Linked DNA regions of Cyprinus carpio: region 1 is linked to region 2. The links are chromatin contacts, called in public Hi-C maps. All regions are on one chromosome and are shown on one strand. Each heading gives the region's core, a stretch centred on a gene start, on an enhancer-like site or on the middle of the called end of the contact. The rest is flanking DNA. Distances are from core to core; before and after follow the strand shown. Region 1 overlaps LOC109079579 (guanine nucleotide-binding protein G(olf) subunit alpha-like). Region 2 holds the start of LOC109083592 (obscurin-like).

What was found. Hi-C and Micro-C count contacts between places; a contact is called where the count stands out from the background.
Region 1: a contact with region 2 is called in a Hi-C map of skeletal muscle, with 2.8 times the contacts expected there. The contact joins the enhancer-like site here to the promoter of LOC109083592 in region 2. A contact is called at or near these places in 2 of 8 Hi-C or Micro-C datasets (both in skeletal muscle).

The regions. Positions count from the first base shown.
Region 1 is chrB24:20,335,752-20,339,987 of ASM1834038v1, reverse strand. The region is part of intron 5 of LOC109079579 (guanine nucleotide-binding protein G(olf) subunit alpha-like); the gene reads left to right. Among protein-coding and RNA genes, the nearest start is that of LOC109079579, 15 kb to the left of the region's middle. Within about 2 kb of position 1,862, at least 4 of the 8 cell types and tissues checked have an H3K27ac peak or open chromatin away from gene starts, as enhancers often do. A contact at or near this core is called in skeletal muscle, where this site is marked.
Region 2 is chrB24:20,275,280-20,279,573 of ASM1834038v1, reverse strand. It overlaps LOC109083592 (obscurin-like), which reads right to left and starts at 2,103. Exons shown (of 85, transcript XM_042752096.1): 1 at 1,949-2,103; 2 at 1-633. The coding sequence starts at 624. abcd4 (ATP-binding cassette sub-family D member 4) reads right to left here. Exons shown (of 18, transcript XR_006158453.1): 17 at 4,202-4,294; 18 at 3,713-4,105.

The DNA.
Region 1 (4,236 bases), core at 613-3,112, 61 kb before region 2:
GCAGCCACGTACAAGCACAGCTTTTTTTTTTTTTTCAAAATCATGCAGCCAGAGCTTTGCAGTTGTTTAAGGTGTTTTGAGTAGTTTAAAGTCACAGTGTGTTTCTGTGCATTTGCTATTTGCCGGAGTGTTCTGATTGGTTGCTTGCTGAACTGGACTGAGAGAATACACCCTTCTAGGTATTTCTTGTGTATGTCCTTTTTTGCACCTGTATTTTGTCTGCCCAAGTGTTTATTAAATGCCTGGAAAAGTAATAGCACACCTCTCCTCAACAAACCACATAATTGGAGGTCATTCATACGGCATTAATGTTGCAGGACAAGTTCTGTGCTAAACTTTAATACTTGGGGTCAAAGGTTTGTTTAGAACACTAACCCTAAGCATGAGCAATAATAATAGTTATGCCGGCTTTAGCAAACACCAGTAATCCAGTAATTATATCTCAGTATTATTTAGACTATGTTATGCTCTTTTGATAATATTTGACAATGTTATGCACATTTATTATTTATTATATGCATTTATATTTACTCTGAAATTATTTAAAGTAAAGCCTTAGGGGACCAAAACAATAAAATGTAGTTATAAATTATAAAGGCATGTTTTCCACACTATTTCACTAAATGAACAGAATAATGATATTTAGGAATGTTTATTTATATAGAAATAATTATATTTATAAACAATATCAGTTTTTTAATAGACCATTTTTAAAGCTTGTAACATGCCATGCAGAGTTCAGACTAAAACTCTACAAATTTTCCAAATCATTTGCCATTTCTTTTAACAAAAAACTCAATGTTATATCCAAATATGTGAGTATTTGTAACTTTGAATATTATGAATTCATAAAAAATGCTTTTGCTGTAAAATAATAACATTTTACTCAATACAGATTTGTTTATAATTTTCCATGAATTCAAATTAAACTAAAAGCTACATTGTTTAATGTTACAGAAAGTATAAATTACATAAATTATAATTGGAAAACCGTGCATTCTTAAATAATATTTTTTTCTTTTATATTTAGATTTATTTATGCATTTAAGAATTTCACTTTTGAAGTGAAATCAGGCATCAAAACATAACATAAAAAAGATGGATAACTGTTATTTTTTTGTTTGTTTTATTTTATGTAAACATAGGCCTACCTGATATTTAATTTTATTTAAACAGACCTGACATAACTGAGACTAAATATTGTCTTAGAAATGTATAAAATTGTGTGTGTGTGTGTGTGTTATTTTATATATATATATATATATATATATAATATATACGATTAATTGCAATTAATCGCATCCAAAAATAAAAGCTTTTGTTTTCATAATATATGTGTGTGTTCTGTGTATATTTATTATGTATATATAAGTGCACACACACACTATATATATTTTTTTTAAATATTTACATGTCTATATTTATATTCATATAATTTATATTATAAATATATTTAATATATACAAATAAAAATTTTCTGAAATATATACGTGCATGTGTGTTTTTATATATACATAATAAATATACACAGTACACACACGTATATTATGTAAAAAAAAAACTTTTTGGATGCGATAAATCGTGATTAATTTTATATTATTTTTACAAGATTATAAAGACAATTCTTAAGTGTCGTTACAATATGTTGTTAGAGGATTTGATGCAGCTGTTTTATCTCAGTGCATCTTGACTGCCCTTTGGCCTGTGAGATCATTACATGATTGCGTGATTTTGTGACATCTGTCTGTGTTCGTTTCTATTTCTAATGGCACGTCTATTTTGAGGCTCAAAGAAAACAGATTACATGTCGATGTCACACAAATACACGTTCGAGCGGAAGTGGGTCGGTGTGACCGAGACGGTGCTGTTGTGATAGAGGACACTACAGAAACAGTTAAAGCAGCAGTCCGAGCGAGCGAGCAAGAGAAAGAGAGAGAGAGATCCCAGTTGTGTGTGGCGTTCGTTCTGCAGGCCTGGCTGTATGGAGATTGTGGTTGTGCTGTCTGTCCCCCTCCTCCCTCCGCCAGCGCTTATGTAAAGGAACAGCGCAGCCGGGGCAAGCAGGAGCTATTTATAGCACAGCACTGCAGAGCACTCACTGGTGGAGGGTGTCACGTGTGTGTGTGCGCGCTGCCGAATCAAAGGGAGTATCCCGGCAATGCGCGTAAACAAAGGAAGGTCAGAAAGAGAAGGTGAGGCGCAGAAAGAGCCTGTGTGTGTGTGTGTGTGTGTGTGTGTGGTTATACATATCAGACCCTCATAAGTGCTTAGAGGGAATAAACATTCACTGATGTACAGCAGCGCTCTCTCTCTCTCTTCCGGTGCCCTTTTTTTCTGCCTTTTCTTACATAGATACACAAACAAACATGCACACGTGCAGTTGATAAAAATAGCAACAGATTATGATTTCCATTTTTAGCATTTGGGGTTTCTGTTTGGAGATTTTGCCAGCATTTAGCTAAAAATAGAATGACACAACTGCTCAAAGCTATGAAAACCAATAGTGATTATTAAACCATCATGCTTTTATGTTAAATACAGCTTTTTAATGATTTACAACAGGCATACAGATATCTTGTGGCAAGTACTTCAACATATGTACACTCTAAAAATTATTTTTCAAAGTTGCAAATAAAACAAAGATGATTTAAGTACTTTACAATAAGGTGTGACTTGTTAGCATTAGTTAATGTATTAACTAACATCTTTTTAATGTTAGTTAATGAAACACTGTTGCTCATTGTTTGTTCATGTTAGTTCATAGAGCAGTAACCACTGTTAACAAACATGACTTGCTAGTTTAATGCATTAGTAAATGCTGAAATTAATATAAACTCAGATTATTAAATGCTAACAAAGTATTTTTCATTCTTAGTTCATGTTAACTATTGTAGTTAACTAATGAACCTTACTGTAAAGTGATAACCATTATGCTTTACAAGAAAACATGATTTTAAGAAAAAAGTCTTTCTACTTACAATTTCACATTTAATTTAAGGTGTTGTTTGTTGATTCTTTGCAATTATTTGTGATTATTTACTAGCAATTTATGATTAAAAAGTATTTCTACACCTAATTTTTTCAGTGTGGGTTACTTTGAGTTTAAGGTCTATAATAAGGATGGGATGCAGCGAAATGGAAATTCTTAGCCGAAACCAAAGAAAATAAACATAGGGCCGAAGACCGAACACGGTTTTCCATGTTTATTTCCCCTATGTATTTTGCCAATTTTTATTTCTAAGACTATTTCAGCGCAGATTTTCCTTGCGCTTTGGACTTTGAACCCTGGCTAATTGCTAATTTTTCAAGGCCATTTTGCGATTTCAGTCATCATACAGTAACCAGCAACAACCACCCTTCCTCTTCTCATCATGTGATACAGTACTAAACAGTCTCTCTGTCGTTGCTTGTTATGATTTTTGCATCTTTCATGGATAGTTTTAAATGCTTTCACACTGCTGACATGTTTGCCACATTAGTGCACGCCTCTATTTGATCATGTCACGTCATTGTTCAGTACAGTTTATTTAGTCTTTTCACTTATAACGCTTTTTTTTTGCTATTTTCACCCAAATAATTTAGGTTGCCATAACTTGCCAAACATTCGGTGCATCCCTACAATAAGGATTCTTTTTTTTTTTTTATTCTGTGACTGTTTTTTTCCCTCTGGTTCTACGAATTTAAGTATTTGTAATGATTTGTAACTATAATATTTGTCATTTTTTCTTTCACTTTTTTATATTTATATATTTGAATGTATTTACATTCATGCACTTGATAGATGCGACACTTTACACTATTTTTAGTTCATGCATTTTCATAATCATGCATTGCTAGCATCTACAAGAATTTATGATAGTTCATTAATAGTTCAGCTTTCCATGAATGTGCAATTAAATCGTTGTAACAAGTGAAAATGCAATACTCTAATATTATGTGTGCATGCTTGGGAATTAAACTGAAACCTGATCCTGGGCCTAAACAAGACCCTGTAATCTGACCCGACCAGTACTGTCAAATTTGCCTTTTTTAGTTTCATTTTGTGTCTGTAGACCCAGATGCATGCATTCACGCAGCCCAGACTCGAAAATGCAGTGTGTGTGAGTGTATGCAGAATTAGTTACATTAAATTTAAAATAAACATTTATAATATTTTTTTCAGGAATTACAAGAATGCAGACTAGAAATTTGAGAAGTCTTAGGCATTTGTAACTTTAAAAGTTTTGTGGATTAGAA
Region 2 (4,294 bases), core at 854-3,353:
ATTCAGGAGACGTGTATCTTGAAGGTCGACCACCAGAGAAGCAGCGGCCTGAGCACGGCCAATGGAGTTCTGTGCACGGCAGGTGTAGGTACCACTGTCCAAGCTCCTGACACTCTGGATCCTCATGGAGCTGGAGTCTTTTTCCGAGATTATCTTGATGCGGTTGGTCTCACCCAAGTAGCGACCATCCTTTTCCCAGTCAAAGTTGGGTGCCGGATGGGCTGCCACCCGACAATAGAAGGTCACCTCACCCCCTAGACCCACACGGGTGGAGACAGGCTTTACTGTAAACACTGGGGCCCGATCAATCACAGTTTCCGGCAGTCCCACCTTCAGGGTCACAGCTGCATATGCCTCTCCGACATTGTTCTTGGCACGACACATGTACTGACCACTGTCTTCTAGAGTTAGATCGTAAATGGTAAGTCGGTAAACGTCACCATCTTCTACTTTCTTGAAGCGTCCACCTGCAGAAAGAAGCATCTTGTCTTTCTCCCAGGTGACTACAGGAACAGGGTTTCCCACAATAGTGCAGCTGAGGGAGGCATCTCGTCCCACGCACAGCGAGAAGGCCTTGGGTCGAGTTAGGAAGCGTGGAGCCCCGCCAAATAAATTCTGATCCATTCTTGCTTTCTGTAGAGATGAAACAACACACTTTAATAAAAGTTAAAGTTGTGGTCAATGCATAGAGGAGAAACATAAGAACTTGAGATTATATAAAAGCTTTACGTATTTGCATCTTGTCACCATTAAATCTTGCAACTAATCTCAAAGACATTTCTAAAAAAGCTGCCTCTCAGTTTATCATACTGTAAGTCGGTTTGAATAAAGAGGGTCTGCTTATGACAAACAACCATGTCAAGAAGATCCTGAAATAGACATTTTGAGAAATGAGAGAGGCCTACTTTTAGAGATGCCCACTCAAACCTCTCCAGTATCCCACCACAAATGTGAAATAATGCTAGTTGGTTTAAAGAGTCAAATGTATAAACAAAGCATTAAAACAAGTTTGCCATGTGTGAGAATTTAACATTTTCTATGTAGCAATACTTAAGCTGATGTGATACATTGTAATATTGTCACTCTGGTACACTTTCCTGCATGCAATAAAATAAAACTTAAAAACAAGACCAGATATCTTTTGTCCATTTTCCAAAAAGAGAACAACTGTAAATGTAAACTGACTAAAAATTATATTGTCATTGTTTGGGGGGATACTAGTATATAAATGACATCAGAGCAAATGGACATGCACTGGAAGTCACAAAACACTGGGTGGTCAAAATGAACATTGTCCACTTTTGACAGAACTTGGAACGCCCAATTTAAAATAACCAGCCTTGTATCTAGAAACAATAATTGTATTGACCTACATCTTTATAACATTAAGAGGTCATCAACTTCATCAACAGAACAGTGACTGATCTAGTGAAATATCACCACAGAAAGTCAGTTTTACTGATGAGGTAGAATTTCAGTGTAACAAAGTTAAACAAAAGGATGTTGGTCTTTGAAAAGCATGACATTTGCCAGCTCTAACACCTCACTCCCCTCAGCTGCCTGTCCCAAAAATAACCTCAGCTGTCGGACTCCGTCTGCACTATGTCCATTTGTAGAAGAGATTTTGACCTGCTGTGTGATATATATGTATTTGTGAATGGCATGTTTCTAAACTTATAAATTTCGTTTCAAAGATCAGGAGACGTTTTTGCCTGTGTGGATCTCTACTTGCGAGAAAAAAAAATGAAATCGTTTTCATAATGAAAAACTTTAAAATTTAAACTGAGCAACAAAATAATAAAGTACCCTAACTTAATCAGTTCAAACTTGTTGAATTTGCGACATATGTAATAAAATAACATAGAAACATTGAAAAGTATTCCCTCAGATATTGAAAGTTTTACGTTTTAATATTTCATAACGATAAAAAAAAAAAATCGCCTCTTACATTTTTCCCGTCAAGCTACTGATATAAACCGGTGCAGATGTTCATAAATATCCGATGTTGGCATGTGAAGATATCCTCGTGAAAACAGGTAAATTCCGTGGACTGTAGAGGGGGAGGACAGTGTGTTTTATCCCACAGTGTCTTTGCTGTGTTGTGTGACGCTCCTGTATCGGTCCAGCCTCCCGTTGAAAATAGATCCGTTACTTACCGGAGCAAATTTCGGTGAAGTGAGACAGTTATTGTCACCTCATCCTGTATGACAAACCGTTTTAGCAGTTTAGGCAGTTTTTTTTTTTTCCACCAAAGCTATTGCTTTGTTTCCTTAATGCAGTAACAAATTGCACATTATTGTTATTATATTATGGACTCAAGGTATCTGTTGCAGTAGATAGGCTTCTTCTGATCAGTGCAATTGTCACAAGGATGATTTTAAATGACATTGCATTGCATTATGACAAATCAAATTGTATTGCCTATTGTTTTTTTCTATTTATTATTATTTAGAAACAAACATAGACAAAGAAAAACAAGTGTTTCAAAATAGGCTATACTGACATAGGTTTGGGTATGTGGCATTTTACCAAAAGGTTTAACATCCTTTTCCTTTATGAACTATATATTGGAACAATCCTGCAAATTACTGTGTGCATTTAAGCAGTTGGTTTAAATTTTAAGATTCAATACACCTAGGTGGCTACAGTAAGAAAACTATTTTAATTCTTATTCATCTGAAATCATTTCACTAAAATTAAACTCTTGTGATGGTTTAGTTATTCCATAGTTATTATATGTCTCATATTTTCCTGAATGACTAGCGGGTCTTTCCCGTGCCTGTTGACTGACAGCAGCAGATTGACCAGGCTCACATTTAAAACTGTCTGAAAGTCAAGCAGTGGGATCAGTCACACTCTTTGGTGGGAGGGATAATTTTGCTGCTTTAGTTTGCAAATGTGCAACTTTCACAACCCTGCCTGGTTTTAATGTACCACAAATGCTCAGCGCTTGTACGGCAATGCTAACATAAATGTTTGGTTATGCAAATTATCCATGTTTTCTTCTTTTAAGAACTAGTATAAACTGTTAACTAAACTGTTAGTGTTCCCTGCATGGCAACAGATAAACTGCATATACACCACTAACTCTTTGAGATAGAGTGTACTGTGGCCAGAGGTTGTATATGTATGCCACATATATACACATACTACTATAAATACAAAATACAGATCAGATCAAGTTGTTTCTAAACATATAAAGTGAGAAAGTTTGCTAATTTTAACTTGGAGATAAGTATACTGTATTCTAGCAGGGATATATAGTGGGATATGGGGCTGTACTTCCAGACCGATCACACCTTTCCTGATAGATAAATACTTTTGTCTTCTTATTCTCAAATACATTTAAAATAATGCATTTGAGAAAAAGTATTTATTTAAGAGTGTTTATTGCTCAAATGTATTAATAGAGTATGTATTAGGAATAGAGAATGAGCTTAATTAAACTCGTAATTATTAATGGAGTTGAATTGGGATTCAGCTCTGTGGCAGGAAAATGTTGGCCCTCTACTGGTCAGGCAGAGAAATTACAGAAATTAATATTTTCCATCCACAATAACTTGCAGCCAAACATTAGAGTAAACATCTTTACAAAAAAGGTTCTTATGACCACCTATGACCAAAAAGACCATTTTGACATTTGCTTGGGAATTAATAGTTTAATATCAGCCGTGTTAATAAAATATTTTATATTTATAATATATACTGTATATTTGAAATGTTCTGTAGTCACTTTATCCAAAATTATTCTTGAAATACTCTTAAATGTCCTTCATAATAAAAATCCCATTTTTGTGCAAACAATCAATAAAGGTTGAATGAAGCAGCAAAAACTTGCATAATAAAAAAGGAATACATCGCTATATGAAAAGTACGTTGAGACAAACAGTTTCAAAATGACTCATACATACTGCATAATTACTGTATCAAGAACTTCAGTAAATCACAGCAGACAAGATATCTCCAGAGTCTCGACTGAATGCACCCATAACTACAAAACGGACCAATAATTTCTCATTATAGCGGGTTTGAAGTTTCACGCCTCTTTGAGTTTGGTGAGCTCCCATTGGCCACCTCCGCACAGTCGCAGCATGATATCATGATGCTGTTTAAAGAACACACACAAAAAACGAATTTTAAGGACAAGCCATAATGTTTGACGTGTTGTTTTAGTGAATGTGGAAAGGTCATAGATCATCACCTTTTTCAGAGTGCTACGGTGACCCAGACTGATGAGGGTCATTCCCAGCTGTTTACAGGCCTTATAGAGCTGACCCTCGGCCTCCTCCGTCAG